4 separate regions of the Mus musculus genome follow, and all the other regions are linked to region 4. Evidence: chromatin contacts called from public Hi-C data. All regions are on one chromosome and are shown on one strand. Each heading gives the region's core, a stretch centred on a gene start, on an enhancer-like site or on the middle of the called end of the contact. The rest is flanking DNA. Distances are from core to core; before and after follow the strand shown.

Region 1 (4,968 bases), core at 310-2,809, 3.4 Mb after region 4:
AAGTAGGTTTCATAGAAAACGCTGTAGCCAGGTATCAAGTCCTTACAACAAAGTAAACTACCCTCCCGCCCAACCCCCACCCAGGTGTTGCTACAGAATCAGCAAGTTCACTCCCGCCCGCCCACCCGCCCCCCCAAAAAACACAAATTAAAACAAGACATTTTTTTGCTAGTATAAAAACGACCAAGGTCCAAGTAATAATAAAAAAATAGAGTCCATCAATGACTGTAACACAAAAATGTGTGTGTGTGGGGCCGAGTCCACCTTCAGGGGGGGTAACGGGCAGGCAAGCGGGGGGTGTCGTGCCCCCCAGGGTGAGCGGCTTCCCCCGAGGGCACCTGGGGCGGGCGCGGAGGGCGACGATGGCCGCGCCCGCCGCCGGCATCCGGAACCCGGCTTCTAGAACGAGCCTCCGCCGTAGCCGCCGCCGTAGCCGCCTCTGTACGGTCCACTGTTGCTGCGGCCGCCCCAGCTGCCGCCGCCGCCGCCGCCTCCGCCGCTCTTCATCGGCCCGTACGAGGACTGGTGCTGGCTGTAGCTGCCGAAGCCGCCGAAGCCGTTGCCGTAGTCGCTGCCGCCGTATGAGCCGCCGCCGCCGCCACCGCCCCCGTAGGCGCCGTAGCCCCCGTAGCCGCCGTAGCTGTTGTAGCCGCCGCCGCCGCCACCGCCGCCCTTGGCCAGCCCGTTCTGGTCTCGGCCGCCGCCGCCGCCTCCGCCGCCGCGGCCCCGGCCTCCGCCGCGCCCGCCCCGGGCCGCCCGCGCACCCCCGCCGCCCGCGTGGATATCCTCCTTGGGCACCGCCTTCTTCACCTCCACGCGGTGGCCCTGGATCGGGTGGAACTTGACCACCGCGGCCTTGTCGGCCGCGTCGTGGCTCTGGAAGTAGACGAAGCCGAAGCCGCGCTTCTTGCCCGACTGCTTGTCGGCAATGATCTCCGCCTTCTCCACCGCGCCGAACTGCGAGAAGTGCTCGATCAGGTCGCCCTCCGCCACGTCGCCCTTGAGGCCGCCCACGAACAGCTTCTTCACCTTGGCGTGCGCCCCGGGCCGCGCCGAATCCTCCCGCGACACGGCGCGCTTCAGCTCCACCGTGTTGCCGTCCACCGCGTGCGGCGACGCGGCCATGGCGGCATCCGCCTCCTCCACGTTCGAGTAGGTCACGAAGCCGAAGCAGCGGGAGCGCTTCGTCTGGGGGTTCACCACCACCACGCAGTCCGTCAGCGTCCCGAAGGCCTCGAAGTGGCCGCGCAGCCCCGACTCACTCGTCTGCACATTGAGGCCGCCGATGAACAGCTTACAGAGCTGCGAGTTCTCCATGTCGGCCGCCCGGGCCCTGCCCCCGCCCTGCGCGCTCCGCCGCGTCGCCGTCGCCCGTTAGCGGTCGCCGAGGCCTCGTCCGAGCCCGGGCCCGGCCGCCGCCGCCACCGCCGGCGGGGAAGGGGCGGGAGGGGGAGGGAAGGGGCGCGCTGCCGGCCCGAGGGCGAGCCGAGGACGCTGGAACCCGACCGGGGCCGCCGCGGCCGCCACCTCCGCTCCCCTATCGGGACACCACACAAAGAGGCCGCTGAAGGCGCGCGCACCCTCCCCGCGCGGTGCGTCACAAGCGACGCCGGGACGCCGGCCAATCGCCTGGCCGCTCGCCTTGGTCCCGCCCACCGCGCCGCAGCGCCGCTCTCGGTCGCGGCCTCCCCGCCCTCCGCGGTTTCCCCACCACCCCGGTCCGGGCCTGGGGCTCCTCGGCGACCGCCGCTCCTTCCGCCTCCGCGCTCGCACTCGACGCGGGGCCGCGGGGCCGCGGGGCCCGGGAGACCGCCCGCCAGAGCCCTCCGCGCGTCTCCGTGGAGCGTTTCCTGGCGACCGCGCGGCTGTTCCCGCAGTCGTCCCTCCCTCCCTCCCCTCGCCGGATGCCCAGGCCCAGCTCCGCAGTGGCGTTCGCGCCAGCCCCTTGAGGGACGTGACCTGCCGGCCAATCAGCGGCTGCTCCTCAGACCCACTTCCGTTTTCCGCTGCCGCGGGACGGGCGCGCTCCTCTCGAGCACTGGCCCGGCGCCTCCCGTGCGGAACCCTCTGTCGCCCGCACGCTTCGTCCTCGCGGGAATTCTGGCCGTTCCCAACGGATCAGCCCGGGTGGCCCCCGCGCGGACTTTTTAAAAACTTGACTGTTGGGGGCCGGCCCGCACCCGGCGTCGGCTCCCCTAGGGGCGGCACAAAGATGGAGGGCCTCGGCCTGACCCCAAGGCGGTTATTGGCCGTTTACGGTGGGCTGGTGGCTCCATTAATCCAATGCGACTCTTGCCCCGTGCCACTCTGCCCGCCGAAGCAAGCCCATGAGAGGGAACACCACCAAAGCCCTTGAGACCGGGTAACCCAGACCAGGCCCGAGCCAGGCCTGCGGTAGCCGCTGGCGATGCTCCGCCCTGTGAACTCAGCAGCGAGCTCCTGCGGACATGTTCCTTGCGAGCCACGCAGGATTTATTCGGCCCCATCCTTACACTGCTAGCCTTGAGCCAGGCTGACCTCGAACTCCCAAGCACTAGATTATAAGCATGCCCTATGAGATTTCCTATTTTTATTGCCTTCTCACCGCCATCCCAACTGTGGTTTGGGAATTAAACCCAGGGGACTTAACTAGAGTTGGAGCAGTGTCCCCCGACACGTCCTATCCCCATTCTGTCCCGTTACTTCTCATCTCCCTCATCTGGTGCACCCCTGTGACCTGCAGCCAGCAGCTTCTACTGGGCTGCCAGCTTCGTGAATATGAACAGCCATTTTGCCAACTTTATCCATATAACTAGATTTTAAAAAAAAACTGTCAGGGACTGTGCTTAGTGTTCACGGATAAGATCTCAATTTCTACAGTGTCTTAGGGTTGTAGAAATAAGGCAAGCTGGGAAGGAACGGCCTTATTTGGTTTACATTTCCAGATCATAGTCCATCACTGGAGGAAGTCAGGACAGGAACTCAAACAGGACTGGAACCTGGAGGCAAGAGCTGATAGAGGCTGTGGAGGGGTGCTGCTTGCTAGCTTCTAGCTTCACAGGGCTTGCTTCTCCGACTGCTTTAGTATAGCACACAGGATCATAAAGGATGGCCCTCACCACCCACAATGAGCTAGGCCCTGCCCCACTGATCACCAATTGAGAAAATGCCCTCCAGCTGAATCTCATGGCATTTCCTCAACTGAAGTCCTGTTCTCTCTGATGACTCTACCTTCTGTCAAGTTGATACACATAACCAGCCAGTGCATACAAGAGAAATGTGGGTTGGTTGGTTGGTTTTTCCATTTTAAAATGAACTACATGACTGAAGAGATGGCTCAGTAGTTAACAGCACTTGCAGCTTCCAGGGGACCTGAGTTCTGGTCAGTTCCCAGCACCCAGGTCAGGGCTTCGGTCTAACTGAAGCTCTGGCCTCCACGGGCACCTGCATTCATGTGCACATGCAGACACACACACACCTACACATAATTTTTAAAACATTTTAATTTTTTTAAGATTTATTTTATGTGAGTATACTGTAGATATCTTCAGACACACCAGAAGAGGGTATCAGGTCTTACTACAGATGGTTGTGAGCTACCATGTGATTACTGGAAATTGAACTCAGGACCTCTGGAAGAGCAGTCAGTTTGTTTTTTTGTTTTTTTTTTGTTTTTTTTTTTGTTTTTGTTTTTTTTTTTTTTTTTTTTTTTTTTTTTTTTGGTTTGGTTTGGCTTGGTTTTTGGTTTTTGGTTTTTCAAGACAGGGTTTCTCTGTGTAGCCCTGGCTGTCCTGGAGCTCACTCTGTAGACCAGGCTGGCTTTGAACTCAGAAATCCTCCTGCCTCTGCCTCCCAAGTGCTGGGATTAAAGGCGTGTGCCACCACTGCCCAGGTAGCAGTCAGTATTCTTAACCGCTGAGCCATTTCTCCAGCCCATAAAGTAGTTTTTAAGACAGTAACTTCATTGCCCCATTGCATGCCAGGATTTGATACATGCAGCAGGGTGGGGTGGAGTGTGCTTCACATGAACACCAGAGGGCTAAAATATTAGCTCAGCAAACAGAAAGCTGGAGGGAAGGAGCTATTTTGGTGTATGTATGGAGTTACAGAAGATTAAGAGCCTCCATGGGGGTGCTGGGAATCAAGCCCAGGTCTTCTGCAAGAGCAGCTGTTAAGTTCTGAGTCATTTCACCAGCTCAGGTCTTTATTGACTTTGTTTTTTGACAATTCATGATTATTCTCTCCCATCTCTGTCAACCCAGCTCTTCCTTATCCATTCCTTCATCGGATTCATAACTTTGTGACCGTTTAGTTTGACAGGGGCTATATTTTGACTATTGGGTTGGATCTATGCACTGGAGCCTGGTGAGGCCGCCTGTGGGAACACAAAGGCAGCAGCCCCCATTCTTGAATATGTCAGTGGCAAATAGGCCAAAAGTGAGGGTAGGAACCCGAGAGTCCCTACATCACCCATGCCTCACTGTGGATCTGCTCATTGTTGGACAGACCTCATGCAGGCATCCATAGCTGCTGTCAGTTGTGATTACAACAGCTGTGTCTGGACACACATACACACAAATCCTAAGCCTTAGAGGGCAGTATACCAGACTCCCTATTACAGTGCTTCAGTAAACTCTATTTTCTCCTACACCAGAAGGGCCTTTCTTCCCCTTGAGGTCTAGAAAGGGTTAAAGTAAGGTGGATGCTCAGGCCCACGTGCTGTGTCAGCTGAGAGACACTCCCATGCCACCTGCCTTGCTATTACAATATTAGACCACTAAAGTTCCATTCTAGTGATCTTTTCTTACCTTCATCTAGTTGTGCAGCTGACCTGGTAACAGGATGAAAGAAGCAGCAAGCAGCAGTGACACCCCAGGAATTAGCCCGCCGCCACCAGCTGCTTGACAGCTGAAGCAGTAGCACCTGCAATGTTAGGAGTGGCCAGCGGGGTGGAGTGGGGGTAGTGAGAGAGAAAGGTTGAGAATGAAG
Region 2 (4,839 bases), core at 2,028-4,527, 3.7 Mb after region 4:
TTTGCATTTAGAAAATTAGTATTTTTAAGCTATATTTTTAACTTCTAATGTTTGCACAGCACTGAAAATCTTGAGAAAGAAAAAAATCAAGATGAATAGTTTTATGGTCTTTGGAGTATTCAGAACACCAGGCATGAATATAAAATTCCTAGAAAGCACAGATTACAAGTGCCCTCTTGTAAAAAAACAAACAGAATCTAAACAGTACCTACTTTTATATTGTGACTTGAAATAAGTGATGGGGTAGACTTAAGTAAACTAGTTTCCTGGGGAAATAAGATGCAACCAACACTTAAAACCTGTGTCTACAGTTACTCCACTCATCTCTCTAGCTGATCTGTGGTGGACCCTGGTAATAGGGCTTTCACCATTAAAATTTCAGCACTACCGGCAGTTCTGAAATCTGCTTATCATTAAGAACCACAACTAAATGTGATAGCGCACACTCGGAATCCCAGTAATCAAAGACAGAGGATCAAGAGCTCAAGGCCCGCCTCACCTGTGAGGGGTCTCAAAACAAATGAACCCTTTAAAAACCTTTTATTCAACGTGTTATAAAATTCTGAAAGGTTTCCAGAGCCAAAGCAGAGTTCAAAGTGAAAAAGCATCCATTTATATTTAACTACTAACCAACCTCCAAATTTTAAAGAGCTTATACCTTGCTCTGAAGCAAAATGCGCAATTCAACCATCTCATCAGTATTTCTAGATCTTTTAAAGGCTTGCTCCTCTTCCATATCTTCTGCAGGGCGTTTACCTAGAAATTAAAGTTTAAATTTTCAATTAGAAACATCCCCCAAGAAAGGGTAATTGAAGCCACTTTTTAAGTCCCTGCCTTTGTCTCCCTAATATCCCTAATATCAAAGGCCTTATTTTAATAAGTATTTCAAAGGATTAAAATGTTGGTTGGAAAAACTGTACTGCTTTTTAACCTGTGCAAGAAAAGGTTACTTCTTTTCATAAAAACCAACAGACAAACTCAAGACTACAAAAAAATGAAACTATATAAGAGGTAAACAGAACATATCAAAAACATTTATGGTAATTAAAGTAACAGAACAGAAAATACTAATTGGTTATAATTAAAGTATCTTCTCACCAAATTCACCATTGGTTTCGGTGTTGGGGAAGGTTTCTTCTGGCTGTTCGGTCTCCATTTTCTTGAATTAAATGGATCCACCAATCTGTTGAAAAATAAAGAAGCTAGCTAGTACATTGGCTTATCAGAAAGCAAACACTCTTTTGCTTAAAATCTTCCAAAAAAAAAAAAAAAAAAAAAGGATTCTGCTTCCAGCACACACAAGTGACATCCTAGTGCTACAGTAGTATATAAAAACAAGGTCTGATTCGAGGAAACTAAAATATTCCTAAAAGTGAACTGTTTTTAAAAACTATAATTGAGGAGAGACAGGCATAATGGACTTCTTTTAGACTAGATTGTCTCAATGAAGCACACCCTAACCACCTCCACCACCAGAGCCTTGCGCCCCCCCCCCCCGCAAGGGGTGTGGGGGACCAGTAATTCCGTCCTCAGCAACTTGCTTCATTTCATTACAACGGAAAAACTAGTCGACATATAATTTTGTTCACGAGACTAATTCTTGAAAAGACCACGTCTTATCACAAAACTAGTGTTATAGTAGGGCTAGTAGTAATTTTTTCCCCGCCTTTGGTCGTGACTGACAACACTAATCAATGAAATCTGCCAACTTTAAAAAACTTAGCGGCAAATACAAGGTACATTGAACTTTCAGACACAGAAATCTAAAGAACCAGATGGAAACGACCACCATTATTCAGCAAAGCCACGGAATCTTTAATCACCAACACCATTATTTTAGGCAACGTAAAAAAGGCTATTTCCCAACAATTTTACCTCTAACCCAACTCTCCAAGACTGCAACCAAACCATCACAACTGGTCCAGTTAACTCGTAGTCCTACCAAAGCCAAGGACCAACACAGGATCTTAAAGTCGAGGCATCACCCTCATGCCTTCTCCTATTCCAAAACGCCGGCAGCAAATGACGATCCCTCTGGGGACCACTTTAAATGCAGAGATCGGCCGGCCACTCCGCTAAACCCCCGGCCGCGGGGGTAAATGGATTCAGGCAAATCAGCCGGGTCTACGCACACAAACAGGCCCAGCCAGCCCTCTCGTCCCGCGGCCGCTGTTCCCACAGCGCGCTGGTGTTAACAGGTCCGCCGAGCGAGACCGACCGCGCGCGCTCGCCTCCCGCCCACGGGCCGGGCCTGGAAGCAGCGGCCAGCGACCGTCGCCGAGCGGCGAGCCTCTCCTCACCCGGATCCGACAGGAAATGGCGGCCCGCGTAATGGCGACTACGTGCGACTAGGCGGAGTCGCGCGAGACCCCCCTCCCCCACCCAGCACGCGGGCTCGCGAGCGCCCGTCCCCCGCACCTCCCCCACCACCCGAGACAAAGCCGCCGCGGCCGCCCCATCGGCCCCGCCGCGCAGCACCCCCCACCCCGGAGGTGGGGTGAGGAGGGAGGCCCACGCCGTGGAGGGACAAAGGGCGGCCGGGGCGCACACACACACACCACACCCGCGAGTCCACCGGACGGCCCGGCGCTCCCTCCACACGGGGCGCCCGCGTCGCAAACCCACAGGCCTCTCCTTCCCGGGTCCCTCAAGCCACCTAGCGCCGGCACGCCAACCGCAGGGGCACGCTCGGGGAAATGGCGGCGGTGGGGGGAGGGGAACCCGGGCAACGTTCCCCGGCGGGCCACGGCCGCCCCGAACGCCACCCCGGACAGCCGACTACGGCGTCCGACCCCGCTCCAGCCAGCGCGACCCGCCCGTCCCGCTCACCGCGCGAGTCCGCCGTTGCCTCCCGGCCGCGCCGCCTCCGACGGTCGGTCACTGCTAGACAGAGAACGAGGACAAACCCCCTCCCACTTCAGCGTCGCGCCCCATTGGCTGCCCAGGCTTCGGCGGTGGTGCGAGCGCGAAGCGATTGGCCCGTGGCCGCGTCAATTACGGCGCCGAGAACCCCGCCTTCCGCCGGCGACTCCCTTTGGGCTGGAAGGCCGCGGGCCTGAGAAAACTCGGGCATGGGGATAGCCCAAGCCGCCATCCCGGGGCGCCAACCCGCTCCGGGGACTCGCTACCCCGAAGCCCTAGCCCACCCAGATACCTACAGGCCGCAATCGAGTGGGAGACGAGCACGACGGCGACGTCCGTGCAGCGGAGAAGCAGAGGATAATGGCGTCTGCAGCGCTGTCGCCTGTAGCGCCCTCCTCCTTTCTCGTTCGCGCACTCTGTGGTGAGGGGGAGGGGAGTAGTGACAGACCTCTCGCGAGACTTCAGCGGCGCTGCTCACGTGTGCCGGGAGGGGCGACTGCGGGGGGATTTTCGAGCCCCGAGGGAGTTTGGCGCGATTGGAGGAGGGACGGTCGCCCCGTGAGCGCCCGATTGGGCGGGAAGAAGTGAAAGAGGGAAAAGAGAACCCAGCTGGGAACGGGAGAGGGAGAGCGGCGCGCGGCCCTGGGATCACGCTGCGGTGCGAGGCGAGGCGAGGCGAGGCGGGAAGGCCAGGTCGGTCGGTGCTCCGCCCGGGTTCCGCAGCTACCCGTTGTCGCGTCTCGCTCGCCCCCTCCCTCCCCGGCGCTGCGGGCTCTGCGCCCCCTCCGCGGCGCCCGGGAAACCCGCTGTGCTAACGGCTCCCCCGGCGGGGAGGGCGGGGGAGGGCTGGAAGCGGCGCCCGCTCCCAGGGAGCCCGGGGCTTACTTCCGTGTTGGGCCGGTGCGATGCAGACCCCCCGGGAACGCCGCGTAGGGAATGCCCGCGCGTCCGTGCTGCAGCGCTCCCTGGGACCCTCCCTGAGAAAGCTCGCAGGCACACTGCCCCGCCATGGCTGCCCCACCAGGGGAAGGGAGGGTCACTGCGGGTGCTCGCCTCGCTCCTCATCCTCACAGCAGAGCTCCACGGTCCCCAGACTCTGGCTGATGTCCGGATGTCAGCCTGTAGGGGTGACCTCCAGTTAGCGAGGCGTGTGTGCGAGCGCACCCTGTCCTACCTTTCCCTCGAATAATCCCAAAATGTGCACACCGGCCAGCACCCTGTAAATCGCTCCGTTACAGAGCGGTCGAGCCATCCTTTACCTAACTGACAGAAGAGACTGGGGCTTGAGGATCTGGTGAGGGGGCTCTCGTTCTGAGACAGCCTAGTGTAGCCCTGGCTGTCGTGGGATCCTGTAGATCTCCTGCCGCTGCCTCTCAAACGCTGGCATTAAAAGCGTGTGCCCCCACTCCTGGCTCAAGATTTTTCATATGGTGGTTTTTGACCCGGAGGGTCTCTCAAGAGATCCACCTGCCTCGTCCTCCCAAAGCAGGGATTAAAGGCAAGCGTAACCATGGCCAGCTAAAGTTAGTATTTCTTTTTTTCTTTTTCTTTTTTTTTTTTTTTTTTCCGAGACAGGGTTTCTCTGTGTAGTCTTGGCTGTCCTGGAACTCTGTAGACCAGGCTGGCCTCGAACTCAGAAATCCAATGCCTCTGCCTCCCAAGTGCTGGGAGTAAAAGCGTGTGCCACCACTGCCCGGCAAGTTAGTATTTCTAGTACAACATTTTTTTTTTCCGAGGCAAGGTTTCTCCGTGTAACCCTGGCTGGTCTGGAACTCAGAGATCCCCCTGTCTCTGCCTCCCGAGTGCTGAGATTATTGCCTGCATAGCCGCCTCCACCACCCCGCTAACAACTTTTTTTGTAAATGAGAAGTGGGAATCTAAAGGAAACTACAGAAATTGTCTTGACTAGTCTCTAGTGAGAAGTTGCTTCCTCAAGATTTCATGGCAGGATTGTTCTTGCGCCCACCCCCACCCCCC
Region 3 (4,766 bases), core at 1,993-4,492, 3.0 Mb before region 4:
TCTATCGGGCGAGGTGCTTGTGTTCTGGCATGAGGGAAAGACAGGAGACAGCTTTGTAGGGGCATTTATCTCCTTTCACCGTTTGTGTCCTCTGGGCTGGACTCGGGTTACCAGAGTAGTGGCAAACACCTTAACCTACTGAGCCATCTTTCTAGCCTAAAAGTGTATGTGTGTGTGTGGTGTGAATGTGTGTTAGTGGTGTTCATACGGAAGCTGAAGGAGAAAGCTGAATGTCTTGCTCTACTATTCTTGGCCTTATTCCCTTTGAGACAGGATCTATGAACCTAGGACTAGACTGGAGGCAAACAAGCCTCAGCAATCGCCCTGCCTCCACTCCCCCACCCCACCCCCCCTTTATAACGCAGGGGTTACAGCCATGCATGGCCGCACCGGCTCTTTACATGAGTGTTGGATATTTGAACTCACAGGATTGGGCCATTGCTTCATTTCTCTCTGTTTGTACTGAATTCAAGGCAGCTGGCACTAATCAAAAGACGACTCTTCCCTATAGGTCTTCCAGATGAAAGCAAGCTTTCCCGGAGAAAGTCGAAGCTGTTACGCCTCCTAGGGACTAGTCTCAGATGTCACTTAGACTATTCTATTGGGTAAGGGCAGTAACACTTGCATGTAACTAACTCTTCAAGGGTGTGTTTTTGCTGCCTAGTTTGTAAATGTGTAACTTCCCTTTCAGGGATCTGTTACTGTGGCGGACATCAAGGACGCAGGTACACAGGATGAGGTTCCTGAGAGGGACTGAGGATACACTGTCTACACTGGCAAGTTGAACTTCCTGCTGTTGACAAAGCTAACAGAGAAACCTTAAGGGACTACTTCTAATGTTTCTTGATAAGAATTATGTTAACATCGGTCTCTATGGATACTCTTCCCAGTTAAACTTTCCCCTTCTTATAATTTCTGAGTAGTATTAATCAGTGCCTGGTAGGTAGACTTATTGAGTTTGAATTATATGTATGTGAATTTTATTATTTTTCTGCATCTATTAGAATACTTTTTGCTTTATAGTACTTACTTACTTACTTACTTTAATCCCAAGTGCTGGGATTAAAGGCGTGGGCCACCACTGCCCAGCCTCTCATTTGTTTCTTGAGAACACAATCTCACTTTGTTAACTTTAGCTGACTGGTACTATGTAACCCAGAGAGACCTTGAACTCTTAGCAATCCTTTTGTCTTAGCCTCCTGACCTATGGGATAAGAGAGTGAGCCAACATGCCTGGCAACTGTCTTTCAAAATACATCTGCTATAAAGATTTCCTTTTCCTTTCCCAGATTATTTATCTAGGAATAGAGACGACGACTACTTCTTCTTCTTCTTCTTTTTTTTTTTTTTTTTTTTTTTTTGGTTTTTTGAGACAGGGTTTCTCTGTGTAGCCCTGGCTGTCCTGGAACTCACTCTGTAGACCAGGCTGGTCTCAAACTCAAGCCTCTGCCTCCCAAGTGCTGGGATTAAAGACTCGCGCCACCACGGCTGGCTGGTATATTTTTTAAGAACCTCATTATTGAGTATCCACCATGCACAGGGACTCTACTGTGCTCTAGACATGGATAATAAACAAAGTAAGTATGCTCTCTACATTCACTGCATGGAGAATAAATAGTGCAGGGAAACAATGTGTAAGCCAATGTCCGTTCTGGTGAGCAGGAGATCTAAAGGATTCCCTATCAGTGGAGACTTGGAAAGCAGGGCACTTTCTCTAGATCAGCTGTTCTCAATCTACTAGACTCCCATGGGAGCTGAGTATCAGAGATTTACAATTCATAACAGTGGCAAAATTATAGTTATGAAGTAGCAACAAAATATTATAAAGTTAAGGATCACCACTTGCATCAAAGGGCTGCAGCATCAGGAAGGTTGAGAACCACTGCTTAGATAGTAATTAAAGATCTTTCAGAACAGAACTCATACCTCCATATTATTTGTGTTATAGAGTGTATGCTTACATCCTCCTATTTACATGTTGAAATTTTAATCCCACCTGTTGTCTCACGTGATAATATCGGTAGGCAATTAGCACCTTTATTATTTTAGTGCTAAAAATAACTTTAAAGTTGTGCAAGAAGTCAGACGATCTTGTGTTCTCTTTAACTGAGGGCCAAGTGAAGTCGGGAAACCTGTCGTTAAAAGATTGCAGGCACCTGATTACCCAACTCTATAAAAAAATAAAATTGTAGTTACATGCTGACTTCCGTTTTTATTATTTTAGACAGGATCACACTTTGCTATCCTACCATCTGTTAAAGATATTAGGCTGAAGCTGGACGGTGATGGGGCATCCACTTTTAATCCCAGCACTGGGGAGGCAGGGGCAGGAGGATCGCTGAGTTTGAGGCCAGCTTGGTGTACAGAGCGAGTTCCAGGATAGCCAGGGCTACACAGAGAAACTCTGTCTCAAAAACAAAACAAAACAAAACAAAACAAAAAACAGCCGGGCGGTGGTGGCGCACGCCTTTAATCCCAGCATTTGGGAGGCAGAGGCAAATGGATTTCTGAGTTCGAGGCCAGCCTGGTTTACAGAGTGAGTTCCAGGACAGCCAGAGCTACACAGGAAAAGCCAGTCTCCGAAAAAACAAAAACCAAACCAAACTAAAAAAAAAAAAGGAGGAGGGAGGGGTGTTGACCTGGCATTGGAGTACAGGGATTAAAGGTGTGGGCCAGTACGCCCAGCTGCCGTGGGTTACTTTGTTATCCTAACAGCCACACCAGAGCAATTCATCCACTGCAACAAATCGCAAAAATATTAAAAGAAAAATGACACCTGCTCATTGTAGAAAATGGTTGTTATATGTAACTTGCTGCACGAAACCACGACTTAACACCCTTTCAACTTCCTTTTACATGAGCACATCTTTTTAAGATGGGACTAGCTCGCAGCCAAGCGTAATTAGCGTTGCCATCAGGGGCAGCGGAGGGCACCTTACCCTCTGGAACGCTCCGCAGCTGGACTTCCCTGACCACAGAGACCGCCCCCCAGGCGTCTCGTGCCGCTCCGGCCCCCAGAGCCCCGGATACCTCATCTCGTGTCCGCCCACCACCCAACGGTTCTGCCCCCAGGCACGTTCTAAACCACTGCGCACGCGCTGCGAGGCACTTAACGACTCGGCTCCGCCCTTCTCAATATCTCTTGGGGTCGCCGGGCGCTCCTCGCTGAATCGTTAGCCAATCCTTACTCCCGCCCTCGCAATCTTGCAACAGGCTTCTGATTGGTTACCTGTCCTCGAGGTCTGCGCGGAGCGTGATTGGTTGGTGGCTTCGCCCAATCGGCGGAGGGCTGTCGGATTCAAATCCAGAGCGTTGGGCCTGCGGTCGTTGGCCTCATTCGAGTCGTTGCGTCGGCCCTAGGCGGACGTAGAGCCCCTTGCGCCCGGTTTCCTGATCCCGCTTACTCCTCTGCGCGCCGGCAGGATGGCCCACAAGCAGATCTACTACTCAGACAAGTACTTCGATGAGCACTACGAGTACCGGTGAGGAGCGCCTGCGGAGGAGGGCCGCGCTGGGAGGTCAGACCTGGTGGTCGGGACTCGGACCCCCTTAGAGGCCTCCGTCCGTCCGGGCAGCCTTGCTTTGTGTAGTGTTGCGGGGATCGCAGGAGATGGGGAGTCGTTAGATGGGTGGGCAGCGCCTAGTCTGGGAGTTCACGACCGCAAACCGCACTGGCCCGGACTGGCCGGGAGGGGAAGTCCCCGGAAACGCACCCGACGGGCATTATCGAGTGTCTGATGGGTAACGGCTCCAGACGCTGTAACACGGGGCGTTGTTAAAGGGCTTCAAGATCAAATTGAAAACTCGAGATTGCCTTCGGAAGGATTGGGGTGGTGGTGGCTACGTTACCTTCAACTGCTAGTCCATATTGGCCACGTTTGGGGCTTTTGAGGAAGTTTTGAGTTTTAAATCCTGAGATGCGCAGGAAGGTAGTACCTACGTTAATATAATTAGCAAATGGGATTGTGGAAAGTAAGGGAGGATTGTAGTTAACTTTATTGTATCCCTTATGACTTGGGGTGTGGTTTCAAAGGCCTTTCCGTCGCTGGGTTCTTCTGGGTTGGGATTAGAGCGTTGCATTCTGGGACACAGTCAAGGACTCCAGGTGGGTAAAACCTGTTCCTCCCTTGGGCAAATAGTGACCTTGTTTTCTGTTTGCTGCCCTTTTAGGTTAGTGTCCAGAATGCTGTTTGAGGGATGAGACACTTTTTAAAAGAGTGGCTTCACCGCCCCACCCCCCATTCTCTCAGTCCGCTAGTGTAGAAGTCTTCACAGCCAGAAAACTTTTTCCAGGCTGTTTGACGATGCACTAATGCTATAAACTTGAATGTTCTTAAGTAGGGAAGTCTCATGGGTTTTTTTTTTCCCCCTTACTAAAAAATTTAAATACATAACAGTCTTTACATAGTAATTACAAACTTCACAATGGTAACCATGTGATAATTGGCTTAATATTTGGTCGTTATAGTAACTCAGAACTTGGTTTGGAAATATCCAAAAATGACCGAAAGTAATTGTACTGTCTTTCTAAATTAGGCAAATAATTATTTGGATGGAAATGTTTAGCATATGGGTTTATATACATTTCTTTAGTTGTCAAAGTGAGATAGTTTTAGTTTCTAAACTTGGAGTATATAAGTTGTGCGTGTTTTGGGGAGCAACTGCTGGTCTGTCTTAAGTATTTTACTCCAATATAAAGTAGGAGCTAGTTTATTACCCACTGGAATCCAGAGGTCAAAAAAAGTGTTTTATTTTGAAACATGAAG
Region 4 (4,936 bases), core at 1,171-3,670:
GCAAGGGAGGGCAGTTCCAGTTAAGCACCTCAGCTGGTCCTGCAAAGGTCAGAACCATTTCCTCTACCCAGGACTCGCCAAGTTTGGGCCCCAATTCTCCAAGTCTGCAGGGAAGAATGCTTCCTCCACATTCCCCAACAGTGCCTGGCCTCAGCCACAGACCTGGGGTATACCAGCTGGATTCACTGCTGTTACTGACCGGCTCAGGCACTCAGCAGGAGTGGGATTCAACTGAAGAAGCCTCAATGACAGGGTGTTGTCAGAGTAAACAATGGGAGGTTATAATCACTCCCCCCAAATCTTAGTCTCTGAAATGAGGCTAAAGCATACAGGAATGGATGGATGGATGGACACACACACACACACACACACAACCCAACTGCATTTGCTCTCCCTCCTCAGTCAGAAAATGGGCCTTCTCTCCAAGATACCCTGACACATAGGCCCCCACTTTTGAGATTCCAGGTCAGGGAAAACTCAAATACCTGAAACAAGATGCCTGGCCTATCCCAACCCAGCAGACAGAAGGACATCTAGTGGGAAGCAATGGAGCCAAAGGTAACAGCATCACCCCCAACTTCTTGCCAGGGTCTTAGGCCCATCACTTCCTCTCCTTGAACTTCAGATTCCTCCTCTGTAAAAATGGGAACCTAAGAACGATCTCTCAGGGACCCATCAAAGGCTACTTTAAAGGGAAGAGAAGAGGCAGCCTTAAGTGAAGGCCAGCTGTGGTGTGAATGGTTGGCCTCCTCCTGCACCCCTACCCTAGGTAGACACAAGTCCCTAAGCGCTAAAGGAGGCACGAGCATGGTGTCCAGCAGTGTACCTGAGGAACAGAAAGGTGGTTCTTTAACTCCTGCCAGAAACTAAAGTGGTAAAGAGGGGACACACCCATTTCAGTTACTGAAACCCCAAGGACTTGTTCTAGACCACGGGGAACACAATTGGTCCTCCTGGCTGGTTCCCTAGACCCAAAGCCCCAGTAGTCTCAATGACAGTGGTCGGAGGGAAAACTACAGAGTACTTCAGGAGCCACGTGTGAGATGTAGTATCTTTATGCGTGAGTAGTGTCCCAGAGACGCAAGAGTGACTGAGCTGGACCAATCAACACACTCAAGGTCAACCAGCACCACTGCTTTCCCACACCTCTCTTCACTGTACTGCTCTCTATCCATAAAGTTTGTGTAAACTCCCCTAAGTCTATCTCTTGTCCCCATGGGTCCACAACCCCGCCAGCCAAGTACAGAGTCCCAAGCACACATTCTAACCCTTGAGTAGAGTCGAATAGGGTCGGTTTGCAGAAAGATTCACTCCCTCTAGCAGACGAGCAGGCTTAGGTGGGAATACAAGTTCCCCTACCCTACATGCTCGCCGTACCTCCCTCTAAGTAGGAGCTTCCCAACTCCCACAAAGGCCGAGGAGGCGATTTAGGGCGGAACCACCACACCTTGGCCAGCTTAGACTCCCTGGGTGACCTTGGTTAAAGAACCCCTTTAGTTTCGGCTAAGCCTTATTAACAATAGAGACTGAAATCTCCCCAGGGCGCCCCTAAAAAAGCCACAGACAAGAAACTAGGTGTTCACATTATGGGGAAGGAAAACAAAGTCCCAGAGGATAAGGCTCCTCCCCAAAGCAGGCCGTGGGGCTCCAGCAGTTTTCCAAAGCTACCCCTCCTTGGGGATGGGACCGAAGCTCGTACACCTGTCTCAGGAGGGGCCTCCGTTGTTCCCCTTACTCCGTAATGCCGCACTCGGAGGAACACTGAGGGGAAAAGGCAGGCAGCACCGCTGGGGCTAGAGCGCTGTGACTTTAAGAGCCGAGGATCCCGGACCATGTGCTCGGCGTGAGACAAAAGCAACAACAAAGGAAGTGGCGGCTGCAGGGGGAGGGGTTGGCTCCTTCCCCTCCACCGCAGCGCTCTGCAAGGCAGAAGAGCGGCCCGGACTAGGTAGCCGCAGGCAGCACCTGGCCCGGGGGCCCCGCCGCCGTCTCCCACCACTCCCTCAGCCCGGGATCGACGCCTACGAGGCCGGCAAACAACGCGTCCCCGAGGGAGCCGTAGTTCCGGGGTGCGGGTCCGAAGTTAAGAGGCCCGGCCCGACTCACCGGCAGCCGTCCGACCACACGCGGGCTCCTTTGTTCGCGATGCGGGGTGCGGACGGTGAAGCGCCCGCTCCTTCGCGAGCCTGCTCTGTCTTCCGCCTCCCCAGCCCGGGCCCGAGAGAAGGGCGGCGCAGGACGCAGCTGTGCTCTCCGGCGGGCTGGCCCTTTAAGAACTGTCCGCGGCGGCCGGATGGAACCAGCCCCACGTTTTGATTCACAACATTCGGATCGGCGGGGGCGCGCAGCGCGGGAGGCGGCTCGCGGGGGCGCGCCAGGACGCGCAAGCAAACAGTAGCGGCAAGAGCGGACACCCGCCCCGCCCCGCAGGCCCCGCCCCGCAGGCCCCGCCCCGCGCCGCGCGTCGGCCAATCGCGTCCTGCGGGCGGCACGTGACTAGCGGGTCGCCATCTTGAAAGGCTGGCTAAAAAAGCCTCTTCGCCCCCACCTCATACTTCAAAGCCCACAAGGCCGAGTCGCAGGTGATGAGCGGTGCGAGCCCAGGTACGGGGACCGTGGCACGCACTAACAGGTCAAGGTTACCTTCTTAGGGCCGCGGCCTCTGTGGGGCACGCAGCCTCTCACGCAGCCGAGGTGAGAGGACCGCTCTTAGCTCGGCAAGCACACTTCCCGGAGATGACGTCACCACAAGCCCGGCAGGCCTGCGATGACCTCATAGCTCACCTCGCCTCTCTACTCGCTCGCTTTCTGTTCCGTTAGACGGCGCCTTTAAACAGCTGGGACAACCCAGGGCTGAAGAGACCAATGACTGAGGAGCCATGCAAATGATTTAACGTCTCCTGGGTAGGGGGATTGGTCTTGCGCGTGCTGACGTCACAGAAACATCTCGGCACCCCGCCCCTAGCGCGGCCCGGGAAAAGGGGTGGAGAGGCTCTAGTTCAGCTGAAGTGGGAAGAGTTGGGATCTCCTGAACCAGGCCCAGGGAGGTTTCTGCAGTTTAGTTCTCTAAGCTTCTCAACGACTGAGAGCCTAGGGATCAGGACAAGCAAGCCACTGTACCGGAAAGAAGAGTCACTCCTCCAGGACCGGCGGATCAATAGTTCGAGAACAGCCTGGTCTACATAGCTACAGAGACCTTGTCTTCAAAATACAAGCAACAAAAATATCACACACCCAGATAGTAACACAGCTGAGGCGAGAGAGGGGGCAGACGTCGGTGTCCCCTTAGGATGCCCCCCCCCCCCCCGGCCAGGCAAACATACAAAGTGGGGTATGGTGTGTCTGCATCGATTATATAAGCAGAACATCACCATTACCTAAAGCACTCATGTCTACTAGGCCGGTCTGTAGTAACTGGACTACTACAGAGTCCACCAACCCAGAACAGGATGTCAGTAGAAAATGGCAACATTTGTTAAACCTCTGTGGCTACAGATGGGTGACACTCTGTACTTTGTGGATGCATCCCATAATCCCAAATATTTAAAAAACAAACCAATTTACTAACAAGGTGTAACAATATTATCAATTTCAACTGAATATTGTATCAGCATACAGTGGGAAGTGATTTGGGAAAAGACACAGGAATTCTCATTAGGGTGCACCTGTTCAGGAGGGCAGATTTGTTTTTTGAGACAGGGTTTCTCTGTATAGCCCTGGCTGGCCTCAGAAATCCACCTGCCTCTGCCTCCCAAGTGCTGGGATTATGCCACCACTGCCCAGCAAGGAGGGCAGATTTTTAAATTTTTCTTTGTATTACTATTGTTTTTGTGTGCTTATAAACATAATCTCCTCTATCTCAGGCAGCCTCAACTCTTGATCCTCTTCCCAAGTGCTGAGATTACAGGCATTATACCACCACTCCTAGTTTAAATTTTTTTAATTTGGTAACTGTGTATTTGCTTTTAAAAATTCTAGACAGAGGGCTGGAGAGATGGCTCAGCGATTAAGAGCACTAGTTACTATTCCAGAGAACCAGGGTTCATTTCCCAGCACCCACAGGGCAGTTTACAACTGTCTGTAGCTCCAAGGAATCTGACACCCTCACACAGACATACATGCAGGCAAAACACCAATACACATAAAATTCTATTCAAAAAAATTCTAGCCGGGCGTGGTGGTGCACACCCTTAATCCCAGTACTTCGGAGGCAGAGGCAGATGGATTTCTGAGGCCAGCCTGGTCTACAAATTGAGTTCCAGGACAGCCAGGGCTATACACAGAAACCCTGTCTCAAAAAACAAACAAACAAAAAATTCTAGACAAAACTGGGTGTAGTGGCCGATGCCTTTAATCCCAGAAACTGGGAAAGGCAGGTGGCCTCTGAGTTAGAGGCCACCCTGATCTACAGACTGGACAGCTAGGGCTACACAGGAATCTTGTCTCAAAATACAAATTCTAGACAGTACAACCCACTGAATAAAATTGCCAAAACCTATAAAACAATATATCTTAGGCTTATTTTTAAAGGACTTTATCATTTTATGTATATGTATGAGGGTGTGTCTGCCTATATGTTTGTACAACTCACAGGCAATGCTTGTAAGGGCCAGAATATATCATTGGACCCCTGAGAACTAGAGTTAAAGACAGCTTAAATCAACTGATATAGATGCTTGGAATCGAACCCTGGTCCTCTGGAAAAGCAGCAAGTGCTCTTAACTGCTGAACTACCTCTCCAGTCCTTTAAGCCCAATTTTATGACATAAAAACTTTTCTCTTACAATGAAAATCTCTTCTCATGGAAAGTAGCCAATGGAAGAATCTAGAAGAAAACTGGGAGGGGGGGGTCCACCCTTTGGCTCAGAACACCCTTTAGCCAACTAACTGCACTGATGATACGCAGCCAACATGCTGAAGGCAAGGTGGTACAGGG

What was found. Hi-C and Micro-C count contacts between places; a contact is called where the count stands out from the background.
Region 1: a Hi-C map of double positive thymocytes shows a contact between it and region 4, with 9 times the contacts expected there. The contact joins the promoter of Hnrnpa0 here to the promoter of Rnf44 in region 4. A contact is called at or near these places in 1 of 39 promoter capture datasets (liver) and 2 of 484 Hi-C or Micro-C datasets (CD4 T cells and double positive thymocytes).
Region 2: a Hi-C map of B cells shows a contact between it and region 4, with 5 read pairs. The contact joins the promoter of Hnrnpk here to the promoter of Rnf44 in region 4. A contact is called at or near these places in 1 of 39 promoter capture datasets (cranial neural crest) and 3 of 484 Hi-C or Micro-C datasets (B cells, CD4 T cells and embryonic stem cells).
Region 3: a contact with region 4 is called in a Hi-C map of CD8 T cells, with 6 times the contacts expected there. The contact joins the promoter of Cks2 here to the promoter of Rnf44 in region 4. A contact is called at or near these places in 2 of 484 Hi-C or Micro-C datasets (CD4 T cells and CD8 T cells).

Annotation. Positions count from the first base shown.
Region 1 is chr13:58,126,997-58,131,964 of GRCm38.p6, forward strand. It overlaps Hnrnpa0 (heterogeneous nuclear ribonucleoprotein A0), which reads right to left and starts at 1,560. Exons shown (of 1, transcript NM_029872.1): 1 at 1-1,560. The coding sequence starts at 1,317. The coding sequence ends at 400. Gm40964 (a long non-coding RNA gene) reads left to right here and starts at 3,759. Exons shown (of 4, transcript XR_001780964.2): 1 at 3,759-4,968.
Region 2 is chr13:58,399,235-58,404,073 of GRCm38.p6, forward strand. Hnrnpk (heterogeneous nuclear ribonucleoprotein K) reads right to left here and starts at 3,278. Exons shown (of 16, transcript NM_025279.3): 1 at 3,159-3,278; 2 at 1,099-1,183; 3 at 659-756. The coding sequence starts at 1,156. It overlaps Rmi1 (RecQ mediated genome instability 1), which reads left to right and starts at 3,363. Exons shown (of 3, transcript NM_028904.3): 1 at 3,363-3,555.
Region 3 is chr13:51,641,990-51,646,755 of GRCm38.p6, forward strand. It overlaps Cks2 (CDC28 protein kinase regulatory subunit 2), which reads left to right and starts at 3,243. Exons shown (of 3, transcript NM_025415.3): 1 at 3,243-3,482. The coding sequence starts at 3,424. Gm52049 (a long non-coding RNA gene) reads left to right here. Exons shown (of 3, transcript XR_003950639.1): 2 at 512-605; 3 at 692-1,328.
Region 4 is chr13:54,685,388-54,690,323 of GRCm38.p6, forward strand. Rnf44 (ring finger protein 44) reads right to left here and starts at 2,421. Exons shown (of 11, transcript NM_001146026.1): 1 at 2,107-2,421.